Linked DNA regions of Ovis aries: region 2 is linked to region 1. The links are chromatin contacts, called in public Hi-C maps. All regions are on one chromosome and are shown on one strand. Each heading gives the region's core, a stretch centred on a gene start, on an enhancer-like site or on the middle of the called end of the contact. The rest is flanking DNA. Distances are from core to core; before and after follow the strand shown.

Region 1 (6,523 bases), core at 2,891-5,390:
TCGGTTTGCTCATCTACTAAAGTAGGGACAATAATAGAAGTTAATGAAATTGAAGGAAGTCTGTATAATGCCGTACTCACTTCAGTGTCGAACATCTGAGAAATGCTGTAAAATTTTCAATTGCCATGTTTTATTTATGCACATACTGTTCAAGAGATAATTATTGTTACATTGTTTAAGACCCAAAACTCCAAAAGCAAATGATTAATCCTTATAATAGCAATTAATATCTGAGTGATGCGTTATCTTCCCATAAGAAACAGCTAGGAATACAGTCCTCAATGTAGCTGTTGTGTGTTCCAGGACAGTTTCAGAAGTTAAAGTGTGATGGAAGCAGCTGCTGTATCAGTGCAAGACATGGGCTTGTGTGAAGTAAGAAAATGCCACGTGTTAAATCAAGTCCTAACTTACAGGATCTGTGTCTTTGGACAAAGTGCACGTATTTACCCTCTGTAAAGTTGAAAGTGAAAGTCGCTTAGTTGGGTCTGACTCTTTGCAACCCCATGGACTGGACAGTCCATGGAATTCTCCAGGCCAGAATACTGGAGTGGGTAGCCTTTCCCTTCTCCAGGGGATCTTTCGAACCCAGGGATCGAATCCAGGTCTCCTGCATTGCAGGTAGATTCTTGCCCAGCTGAACCACAAGGGAAGCCCGACTCTAAAGTTAGGCTTGGGTAACTGGTGGTGACGGTACCTCCTATGCACTGAGCTTCACACAGTGCCTGGAATACAGTAAGCCATGCATGAGGTGAGTACAGTGAAAGAGAGGAAATATTCTGGGCCTATCCTGTCCAATACAGTAGACCTAGTCACAAGTGACACGAATTAGAATGAAATAAAAGTAAGATCTTCAGAAAACCATAATTTGAAAAGACACATATATCCCAGTGTTTATTGCAGCACTATTTACAATAGCCAGTACATGGAAGCAACCTAAATGTCTATCAGCAGAGGAATGGATAAAGAAGATGTTGTACCTATATACAATGAAATATTACTCAGCTGTAAAAAAAAGAAGATAGCGCCAGTTGTAGCAACATGGATGGACCTAGAGATGATCATACTGAGTGAAGTAAATCAGACAGGGAAAGACAAATATCATATGCTATCCCTTATATGTGGAATCTAACACAAAGAGTACAAATTTACAAAACAGAAATAGAGTTACAGATGTGGAAAGCAAACTTACGGTTACCAGGAGGTAAGCAAGGGGGAGGGATAAATTGGGAGATTGGCACTGACATATTACGCATGACTATATATAAAATAGGTAGCTATTATTGATAGTAAGAGCCCACTGTATAGCGCAGGAAACTGTACTCAGTACTCTGAAATGACCTATATGGCAAAAGAATAAAAAACCGAGTGTGTGTATGTATGTGTGATTCACTTTGCTGTCCAGGAGAAACTAACTTTGTAACAACATTGTAAATCAACTATCCTCCAACAAAACTTAAAAAATAAAAAAAGATCCTCAGACTTTTGGTTTGGATTGCATTCTCTCCAGATTTATGTGTTGGGGTCCTACTTAACACCTCGAATGTACTTATTTGCAATAGTCATTGCAGGTGTAATTAGTTAAAATGAGATTATAATAGAACAGGATAGCCCTTAGTACAGTGTGACTAGCTTCCTTATAAAAAAGAGGGGTTTGGACACAAATGGATACATAGCGAGAATGCACGTGAACTTGAAGGCAGAAATTAGGCTGCTGCTTCTACAAGGCAAGCAACACTGAAGATGGCCTACACACCACTGGGAGCTAGGAGAGGTGCCTGGGAGAGCTTCTCCTCACAGACCTCATGAGGAATCCACCCTGTTTGCTCCTTGATTTCAGACTTCTAGCTTCCAGAATCCTGAGGCAGTGAATTTTAGTTTTTTAAGCCAACTACTTTTTGTTGTTGTTGTTGGATCATGATTGCTTTACAGTGTTGCCCTTTGTTTCTGCTGTACAACACAGTGAATCAGCTGTAGGTCTGCATACATGCCTCCTCTCCCAACCCGTTCAAGTCATCGCGGAGGTGGAGGTGAGCTGCCTGTGCTGTATGGCCGCCTCCCGCTCGGCATCTGTTCACAGGTGGTAGTGGATATATGTCACTGCTACTTTTCCATTTTTCCCATGCCCCACTTCTCCCTCTGTGTTCACATGTCCACGGCTTTCTTTCTACCTCTGCATCTCTGTTCCAGCTCTGCAAACAGATTCATCTGTATCATTTTTCTAGAGTCTGTATATATGCTTAATGTGCAGTAAGACCACCTACTTTGTGATACTTTGCTACACTTGTCTCACTTGCCACTTCCAAGCACTGAGTAGGCACATGTGCCTACTGTATTGGATGGTGGAGACACCGAGCATTGCTGTCCTTATTGAAAGCACTCTTGGATAATACTCTTCAGGGGATTCCATGCTGTTCATATTTTAAGCAAAAAAAAAAAAGTATGAAAGGTTGAATGAGTTATATGAAGTATGTTCCTTGTGCTAAAATTCAGGACAAAGCACGTGAGTGATGTAAAAGGTAAAAAAAAAAAATTCTTCTTAAATATGTGCTGGTCAGACAGCCAAGTATTCATGGGGACTTCCTGTTCTGGGGGAGATGGAGAAACCGGCCAAGGCAGCCTTGTCTTCTGTGCAGGATGAATTTCTGATTCTGCTTCCCTGGTTAAACTCTTACATAATTGCATTCTATATATAGAGCTTTCCTTTGTATCCAGCTCTATTTTCCCCCCTTGTTTTCTTCTGCAACTATATAAGTGTTTGCAAGATGCTTTGCATCTCTCTGTCCCCTGTTCCCCCAACCAGTGAACTGTAAATAGGGCTTTCCGTCTCCCTGTCCTCCCCGCTCTCCAATCCTCCCATGAGCTGTAAATAGACAGGACAGATGAGGGTTTGCTGCTCCAGTTTTCTAAGTGCTTCACCATGTGGAAGGGTCACGGAGTCCTTCCTAGTTCCCAGCCATGGCTGGGACATACTGTGAAATGCTCATAGCCCCTTTACTTTGGCTGTAGAGTGAGTGCCTGAGAACCTGTCTGGGGATGGGGCTGGCAGGGAAAAGCCTCCTTGGAGCAGAGGTGAAAACTTCCCTGTGGGTGCTGCCCTTCATCCTGGAGGGGATGTGAATTGGCTGGCAGTGGTTGTGACCTCTGGTGGGGCAGAGTCACCATCCTTTCTGCAGTCCGTGCCCTCTTTTCAGGAGGTTATACCTTGGATGCTGGGAGAGCGCTGAAGGTCCTTGATCCAGGGAAAACAGTTTGTGTACCTGATCTCCCACCTGCTCCTTTCGACCCTGAAATGCCTCCTTTGGGAAACTTGGCCTTCAGTGAGTCAAGTGAGGAAGAGGCTGAGAAATGTTTGCAATTTTTTACCTTTTCAAGTTAAGGAAGGTCTTTTGAAAGTGAGGTGATACTTCAGTGTATTTTTAATATCCCTTTTATAACAACTAATGTCTTGAAAAATTATTTTGTCTTTTCATATTCGATTTGTTATTTCAGACCACTTTTCTCATAAGTTTTGTTAAGTTGAAGTCATTGCTATAATGAATATGGAATGCAAAGTAACACCCTTCCCTAAATAGCTCAGTATTCTCTTTCTTGGGTTGTTTTATACTCAATCTAATATTCTATTTATGGGAAAAAAAGTGTGTGTGTGTGTGTTATAAAACCATCATCATGCCATAGTGTGTGCCAGGCATTCTGCTCAGCTCAAGGCATTCATTTTAACCTTTAGCAATAAATCTTCTAAAGAGGCAGCTGTAATAATTATCTTAAAACCAAGATGAGGAAACTGACATTTAGGGAAGTCTCATAACAGATAATAGGGCTTCCCCAGTGGCTCAGTGGTAAAGAACCCTCCTGCAATACAGGAGATGTGGGTTCGATCCCTGGATCTGAAAGATTCCCCTGGAGGAGGGCATGGTAGCCCACTCCAGTATTCTTGCCTGGAGAACACATGGACAGAGGAACCTGGCGAGCTACAGTTCATAGGGTTGCAAAGAGTTGGACATGAGTGAAGCAAGTGAGCACGCGTATACACATAACAGATCCACCCGCTGGCGATCAGCAGAAAGCTTATCTGACATCACAGCACAGCACCACCGCCACCCACCCCCCACCAGAGAGCTTGTGAACAAGCAACTCCATTAAGTATTGTTCAATTAAAAATTATGTTTGTTCTTGGAGTCTTTGGAGTACATGGGGACCTTTTGCAGTCGGGACAAGCCCATTTCCTTTCTCAGTGGGAAACACTCCAAGTATTCCTCTTGAAACAAAAAACGCCAAGGATTATTTTTGCAGACTTCTGTAGAGTGGTTTTTGGACAACACCCTGGAACAGGAAACCACAGTTTCTCCTAAATTTGTACAGGATGGAAATAGATAACATTCTTTAGAAAACCACTGCCACAATTAGTGCTTTCAAATCAGCATAATGGTGGACGGTTCAGTTTATACATTTCTTACCTGAATAAAGTATTGGAACCTGCTGCATGAGAAATCCATGAATATTTTTCCAGAGCCTTATTTTATTAACTGGAAATGCAGCAAAAAGATAGGGGTAGTTGAGGGAAAGGAGTGTGGTATGATTTAAACTATTTGAAAGCTTTCCCTGGAAAATGGATTTGAAATAGAACAGGACGCTGTAGCATAACTGATGAGAACACAATTTGCTGTGACTTTCCTAATGCCCAGAAGCTGCTTATTGTTATTGAAAAGAATGAATGAACTCGATGCAATAGGAGGCCATGATGTGTGAGGGACATTTACACATTAAGCAAAGAAAAAAACGACTGTGTTTAGACACTGAATTTTTTTTTTTTTAACGAAGATACAGTGGCCAAAACTCTGCATGAAACATATGGTTGGTATACTCAGGCTTCCCTGGTGGCTCAGCAGTAAAGAATACACCTACAATGCAGGTGACATGGTTCGATCCCTGGTTTGGGAAGATCCCCTGAAGGAGGACATGACAATCCGCTCCAGTATTCTTGCCTAGGAAATCCTATGGACAGAGGAGCCTGGTGGCTTATAGTCCACGGGGATCACAGAGTCAGACACACCTTAGCAGCTCAACAGCAACAGCAAGGTATACCCGTGACAACTCCAGAAGTATTGGGGTTACTTAACTATCTAACCCCAAGTCTTCATGCCTAGAGTTATCTTTCCATAGTGGTTGAAACTCCTTTTACATTTTGAGTCTGTTTCTGCAAAGTTCTGATAGCTGAATTGAGCTTTTTCAGATTACTATACTTTTCTGATTATTTTTAATTGTTGTAAGCAACACATGGTTATATACTACTGACAAGAATGGAAATGATTTGCACATACTTCATTGCTTGATTCTTTCCCTAATTCCAGGCCTCCCTTTTTGTCCTTCCTCTGAAAAGCTATCAGTTTTGTAAATACTGCTGTTTTGCTTTTAATGTGTTATTTGAATGTCTTCATATCTCTTTGGGAAATATTTAATATCTTTTTTTCTTTTAGCTGTGGCAGGTGTAATCTGTATGATTCTGTGTATGGTTGTGTAAATATTACGCTTTTAAAATCTTTCCCCCCTGTTTGTGCCTTTCATTTTTGTCCACATTGGTTCATATTTGTTTGCTTCATGTTTTATACTGCTCCATAGGTATTTCCTTACTGTGGCTGTTTCCTCGTGGTTTATTTGCTTATCCATTGCTTGATGTTTACATTGTTTCTATTTTATTGACATTAAGAAAGAAAATTGACTGAACATCTGTCTACCCTTCCCCCTTATACACATGTGCTATTTTTGGGGGGAGGCACATTTAAAATTTAAGTAAACACTGCAAAAACGAGACCACCACCTTTCAGCAATTTGGGGGGACTGTTTGCAAAGTGAAATGTGCCTTTGTGTGAAATAGGATGCATTTAAAAGTGGATCTCGGTTTTGCTTCCCTGTAAGATGCCTGATAATGGAAGCGCCCATGGGTGACTGCCGCTAGGTTTCTTAAGAGTGGACAGCATCTGTGAGCTCAGGTCCATGTTAGGTGGGCTTTTCACAGCGCAGACGGTTCCTCTCGCTCTTTCTGCTGCTCAGTGAGTGCAGTGCCCTGGCTGCTGCCCATCTGCTCCATGCTGCCGCCACTGTGTCCACAGATAACAGAAAATTAACTTGGGCTGCATCGGTCAGTATTGCAAGCAACAGAAGTCTACTCTGGCTAAACTTAAAGATGGGCTTTATTGCAGAAAGGTAGGGGACCTGGTGAAAATTCTGGCAAGGTGAAAAAGTCCCTCAAAAAGTAATTATTTGGGGGGATGAATCTGCTCTAGACTTACTCGCAATGTCTGTGTCTAAAAGACATTGGTTACATGATGGGCCTAGTGTAGGAGGTGTATATCCTGCTTGCATGGTCCATCAAGAGAAGACCTAGCTGGGGGAAAAAAAGTTAAAGCAGAAGGAAATCCATCTACTTTGAGCAAAAGGCAGAGAAGACAGATGCTCGGTGTCCAGAAAACATACTATCTGCTGCCATTGAATACCTTGACAAATATATTTTATAGCTTATGTTATC
Region 2 (6,523 bases), core at 2,466-4,965, 300 kb before region 1:
GGTCTTTCACCCATTTTTTGATTGGGTTGTTTGCTTTTTTGATATTGAGCTGCATGAGCTGTCTGTACATTTTGGAGGTTAATCCTCTATCAGTCGCTTCATTTGCAAATATTTTCTCCCATTATGAGGGTTGTCTTCTCATTTTGTTTATGGTTTCCTTTACTGTACAAAAGCTTTAAAGTTTAATTAGGCCCCATTTGATTATTTTTGTTTTTATTTTAATTTCTCTAGGAGGTGGGTCAAAAAATATTTTGCTGCGATTTATGTCAAAGGGTATCCTGCCTATGTTTTCCTGTAGGAGGTTTATATATAGTGTTTTACATTCCGGTATTTGATCCATTTTATTTTGGGGTTTGGTGTTAGGGAGTGTTCTAATTTCATTCTTTCACATGCAGCTGTCTAGTTTTCCCAGCACCACTTATTAAAGACACTGTCTTTTCTTTATTGTCCTGTTGGTTTTAAACAGGTAAGATATTACATTGTTAGGGGGCCATGTGGCTGGGACCAGAATGCAGCTTCTAGCTGAGACATACTTCTAGCCAATAGCCAGCAAGAAAATAGGGACCTCTAAACAACTCAAGTCATAAAATGAAAGCAAGAAACTGAAATCTGTAAATAATGTGAATGAGTTTCGAAGAGGATCTGAGCTCCAGAAGAGAACCCCTGGCCAACATCTTGATTTTAGCCTAGGGAGACCTGGAACAGAGGCACCCAGTTACGCTGTGGCCCAGCTTCTGATCTACAGAGCTGTGAGAATAATAAATGGATGCTAGATTGTTTTAAGCCACTAAGTTTGGGAATAATTTATTACCCAAACCAGCACCTTCTCTCTTGCAGCCTTATTTTCACATGGGATTGATAAGCACTCCCAGGGCTGTTCACACCTTTGTTGGCACTCACAGGATCCTTCATACCAACCATCCTGGAGTGCTCACTGTGTGATGCAGCCCCTATCATCACCTAGGGGGAGGGGGTCGTAATCAGCAGGTGAGACTATTGTCAGGTCCACTGCCTGTCATTTTGTGCCGCTAACACTTGATAGAATATCTGGTGTGTAGTTGGTTGTAGAATGAATGAAAAGGCTTCTCATGTGGTATGCCTGTAACATTCTATTTTATTATGGAAACTGATGGGGCCTGGGTTGTGGGCTGGTGCTTCCAAGAGCACTTTTTGGTATACTTCATCCTAGGGCCACCATAGGCATCAGCCCTGACCTAATTAAATGTTAATTTTGATTGTGGGCCTTCTATATTGTAACAGTAGTGGTAATTCACTCTCCAAACCCATGGGAAGTTTTCCCTACTCCAGAGTCATTCCTCCTCATCCCACATTTCAGTGTCTTCTCAAACCATCATTTCTTTGCCTTTTCACACCTATGGAGGCAGACAGACCTGAATATCTTAGCTTTGCTTCTCCCTAGCTGAGAAGGCAATGGTGACCCACTCCAGTACTCTTGCCTGGAAAATCCTATGAACTGAGGGGCCTGTTTGTTAGGCTGCAGTCCCTGGGGTCCCTACGAGTCAGACTTGACTGAGTGACTTCACTTTCACTTTTCACTTTCATGCACTGAAGGAAATGGCAACCCACTCCAGTGTTCTTGCCTGGAGAACCCCAGGGACAGGGGAGCCTGGTGGGCTGCCATCTATGGGGTCACACAGCGTCAGACACGACTGAAGCGACTTAGCAGCAGCAGCAGCAGCAGCTGGGGATCTGTTATTTTACTCCCCTGTGCATGGTTCCTTGTCTACAGTGGGGAGAATAATTCTAACTGCTGTAAGAACTGTTGTAGGGTTGTGAGGGAGTGAATCCTTACTTTGGAAGGTCCACACAGGTCATGGACCTCCTCTTTTTGTTCATGGGTGTGTCCCCTTCCCTTCCTCAATAATTGCTCAATGAATTTATAGAATGAACAATTTAGAGAAAGAATTTCGCACAGTAGCTGGTAGATAGTAAGCATTCCACAACCGGCAGTTTTTATTGTTATTTTGCAGAGGAAAGTCACTTGGGTATGTCTATTCAGGTGTTCTGTCCTGATTCAAATTCCAGAGATTTCCCCATTTTATCACTCAGTTTTTAACGAGCTAGTCAGACACCCAGGGGTCCTATGCACCTCTCTGAAAACTCCTACTAACCAGTGGACATCCCTTAAATACACTCCCAAGAAAACTGACCCTCTCCGAGCATTTATGGGGGAGTAGGATTCGAACAAAACCAGGAAGGACCAAATGCCAAAGCAAACAAACGACTGATTCTCCACCCTGGGGGAGAGTGTTCACCCCCGTTTTGCTAAAGATAGAGCGCGGGCCCTCCCCGGGAACTTCCTGGTTTTTATTAGTTCGTAATCCCAAATGCAACTTTTCAAAGGTTTTTCTTCTGGAAGTGTGGGTGTGAAAGTGCTTCCCTAATAACATCTTGGGGGAGGCTCTGGAACATCTGTACATTTGAAAACCGAGCATCCGGCTGGGCTGTTTGGTTGGGTGGGGGACCCTGCGGGGTGGGCTGAAGCAGCAGGGGCAAGTTAAAAACAAGTCTAGATGGCGTTTAAACAGAGGCAAAAAAATTAGGCAAAAATTACAAATGGCTAATTACTTTGGCTCAGTTACACGTTTAATCAAAAGCCCGCCTCCCCCACTTTAGCACCGGCGTTAAGAGGGGAAAATAGGGCGCTTAGAAGTCTAAGCGATAAAGATCTTTCTCTCCACGAACTAAAGGACAAAACTCATTACAGATAAGCCCTGTTCTCCCATTTCCCTCGGACGCCTCTCCACGATTGCTAAAGAGGTTGCCGCTCCCCGCGTAGCTGCCAGGAAATCGGTCCAGCCCCGGGGCGCAGCTTTCACCCAGCGAGGGGTAAGAGGCGCACTTCCTGCGGCCTCCCCGCCACCAGGCTGGAGTGCGGGAACCTTCCCTCCTCCCGTGGAGCGGCGAGTTGGGAAATCTCGGCCACTGATCAGCCGTGCCGTGGGGAAAGGGGGCGTGGGACTCGAAAGGGCTGGATCTTGCAAGCCTAGGATCGGTATTCCTCCCCTCCCCCACCCCTCCCCAGCCGGGAACAAGGCCAATGGAAGCCCGAAAAGGGGGGAAAAAAATTAAATCGCAAAGCGGAGCCGGAGTGCAAAGGCCGCTCGGCTTTGTTTCCTGGCGGGGAATTCATCGGGCTGGGGGCTCGAGCAGGGGACGAGCAGGGCGCGCCCCGCCGTGGCGCTGCCAGTGCGAAGAAACCCAGCATGAAACCTTGCAGCCTTATAAACGCAGCCGGCCGCCCCTTCCTCTCCTCAGACCCGAGCCGGGGTCCCCCCGACTCTCGCCATCCGCGAGCAACGCAGACGGGGGCGGGGGGAGACCGAGCCAAGCCCGCTCAAACAGTGGCGTCTTTAAGAGCTCGAAAGACGGGAAACAGGCAAAGACTCGCCAGCCCGCGAAAGCAGTCGCCCTCCTCCCTCTCTCCGAGACCCGACCAGAGCGGGTCCCCAGTCCCGAAACTGCCCCGGCCGGCTCAGCAGCGCGCGGGGAGAACCTAGCTGTGGGACGCCCGAGGCGGGAGCCCCGCGCTGCAGCTTTAAGAGCTCGCGGCGCGCGCGCCCGCGACCGGCAGCCCGGCTGCGCGTCCCCGCGGTCGCCGCGCGCCCACTGCTCGCGCGCCACCGCCGCCGCCGCGCGTCCCCGGCTCGCTCGCTCGCCGGCTTTAAAGTCTCTGCCAGGATCCATGCTCACATGTTACTTCCTGTATGGAGGCATGGCTAGTTTCCAGCCCCGCGCTCCCCGATCCTCCCCAGCTCGCGCCAGAGCCACAACTTTCAGGAGCATGGACTGAAGGCGCCCTCGCCCTTGCGCCCCTCTGAGAGCCTTTGTGTTTTCCTCGGTTTCCTCCGGCTGTTCTATTTTGGGGGCTCTTCGCTCTCCCCCCGCCTCTACCCTCCCCTTCCCCGCTTGCAAACATGCCTCCTTCCTTCCCTGGGCCCTGGAAGGAGCTGCCTGCCTGAAGCCCGGAGACGCCGCGCCGCGCTCAGCCCCGCCGCCGCCCGCCGGCTCTCGGGCTCCGCTGCCGACTCAAGTTGGGGATCTTCGGCTACTCGCCGCCGCCGCCGGCGGTCTCTGCCTGCCCGGGGCTCCGGGCATCGCCGCCGCCCGCCGACTCCTCGCCCTGCCCGCTCGACTCGCTCCTTTTTGAACATAAAGCAGCTCTTCTCCGCCGAGGATCGTCCCCAGCGTGGCTCCGCGTTCTCGGCCACTTTTTGAGATTTTCTGGGGGGCGCTCGGCGGCTTCCCAGATTCCAGAGGGGGACTCGGGCGGCCGAGCGCGGGGGCCCCGTAAAGCAGGCGAGCAGGCGAAGAGCCGGGGCTTAGCGGAGGCTCACACCGAGGCAAGAACTTATTCAACAAGTTTACCCCCCCCTGCCTTCCTCTTTTCGATGTGCGTTTTCGGACATGCGGAGGTTACTGGAACCGTGTTGGTGGATTTTGTTCCTGAAAATCACCAGTTCCGTGCTCCATTATGTCGTGTGCTTCCCCGGTGAGTGCTGACCGCCGAGGGGACGCGGCCCTGGCCAGCGCGCGAGGGGGAAGCGGAGTTGCCGCCGGGGCATGGAGCTCAGGCGCCCGTCCCAGGGACCCCGGAGAGGGTTAAGTGGGGGTCGAGCACCCGGGGAGGAGAGAGGGATCCGCTCCGCTGACTCTGGCGGCGTAATTTAGGGAGGCTTGTGGTTGGGGAGGGTGGAAGCAAAGAGCTGGCCGGGGAGAGGAACGGGAGCCGCAGGGGTCTATTTCTCGCTCGGCTTTGGGGGCCTGGGGGATCCGGAGTCGGGAGAAGACTCGTTCCGCTGCTCCGCCGCTGTGCAGGAGAGCTAGAGCTCTGAGGCTGTTGGGGACAGTGGGGCTATGGGGAGGATGCCTCTGTGGGTTTGTGGGGGCCCTGGGTGCGTTCCCCGCTCAGGCGAGGATTGAAGGAGCTCAGAAGGGGGGATTGGATTTGTTGCTCCGCGACTCTTTGGAGGGGCTGATGTTCGTGGAGTGGAAGCTCGAGGTTGGCCGTGGAGGATTGGGGATGTCTGGAGCAGCCTGCGTTCGGGTCTCGGGGGTCAGGGACGACCTCAGCTCGGGGCTGGGGCGCGGGCTGCGCTTCGGTGCCGGCGCGAGGGAACCTTCCTGGCTCGGGGACCTGGGCGCGGTGGGAGAGCAGGGAGCAGGAGGTTTAAGGAGATCCGTGACTCCCCCATCCCGGGCCCGCGGCCCCCTTTGCTTGGCTGGGCTGCTCGGGTGGGGGGCGGGCGCGGGTCGGCGGCTGGGTTGCTGTTCGCTCCCGGGCGGATTTTTTTTCTGTCTCGCGCCCTGCCTACCTGCATCTTTGCCTTTTTGCAGGCTGTTAGCAGCTGGCGGACCCACACCCTCACCTTTCTGGTCGGGTTAAGATAGGAACACTGTTGACCACTGATGAAGATAATAAATCACCACACGCAGGGTGTGCGGCTCAGCGATCCTCCGCTTCCAGCCCTCCATCGGCCGACCCGCCGCCTTCTTTCTGCTAGGGGAGGGCAGAGGCCAGCTGCCTCCCTCTTCCCTCTTGCAGCCCCCTTTACACCAGGCTGCAGCCTCGAGCTCCCTTGAATCTGTCCGACCCCCCTCTCCCTGGTGGAGGCTACGTCCCCTCTCCTAGTCGGGGAGAGGGTGGGAAGAAGGGGACCATTCATTTTTAATTCTTTGCTCTCCTAAGGACAAGGAAGCCCCCGTTTTTCTGTCTTTTCATCCACCAGCTCCTGGATATTCAGAGGTGGGGGTTATCCAGGAAAAAGGAACGTGCCCTCCCATGTTTATGCTCCCGCTGGTCACAGCCGCCTGTCCCCTGGTGGCCCGAGCGCAGATTTTGGTGCAGCGGGTCCCCCAGCTGCGTCGTGCGCCCTGGAGCAGGGTGCGGGCGCTCTTGCTTGCTCTCGGGGATTGGCAGCGAGGGTCCCCTTTGCAGGCAAGTGGGTGCCTCGAGGGGTAGAGAGGCAAAGCATGGTCTTGTTTCGGCACCCCGCTTTTCCCTTTGCGCATCCTCCTGTCCCTGGAACCGCACAGAACTCCTGCAACAGTCCTGAATCCCAGCTCGGATGCGGAGCCAGGACGTGTGTCCACACTCGACCCGAGGCCTGGGTTTGTCCACCAGGCTCCTGCCTCCACCGGGGGCTGGAGGCGGTTTTGACATTTACTCCTAAACATTCTCTCCACCACTCCTCAGCATTTGTGTTAACTGTTTGCCCCTTCTAGATTCTTCTTTGCCTTGGACTTGCCGGCAGAGTGGACTCAGGCGCACACACACTGGGGCTTAGCTTTGTAAGGGTCACGCTTAAAGGGGGGCAGTGGGAAGCAGCCGGAGAGCAGCCTAGCAGCCTTGCGAAATACAAGGAATTTCTGATTCCACTTCTGGCGTTTACTTTACACTCGGGTGTACAATCAGTGGGCCAGGCGGGATTTTTCTTTTTCCTGATGTCTGAGGAAGCCTAAAATCCAAAATTGGACCGCCAGTGATGCCGCCTGTTTCGAG

The links. Hi-C and Micro-C count contacts between places; a contact is called where the count stands out from the background.
Region 2: a contact with region 1 is called in a Hi-C map of muscle, with 7 times the contacts expected there. The contact joins the promoter of PTPRG here to the enhancer-like site in region 1. A contact is called at or near these places in 4 of 16 Hi-C or Micro-C datasets (hypothalamus, muscle, omental adipose tissue and 1 more).

The regions. Positions count from the first base shown.
Region 1 is chr19:39,626,853-39,633,375 of ARS-UI_Ramb_v3.0, reverse strand. All of the region lies in intron 2 of PTPRG (protein tyrosine phosphatase receptor type G), which reads left to right. Among named protein-coding and RNA genes, the nearest start is that of TRNAE-UUC, 13 kb to the right of the region's middle. Within about 2 kb of position 4,140, at least 6 of the 54 cell types and tissues checked have an H3K27ac peak or open chromatin away from gene starts, as enhancers often do.
Region 2 is chr19:39,927,729-39,934,251 of ARS-UI_Ramb_v3.0, reverse strand. It overlaps PTPRG (protein tyrosine phosphatase receptor type G), which reads left to right and starts at 3,715. Exons shown (of 29, transcript XM_060402273.1): 1 at 3,715-4,513. The coding sequence starts at 4,429.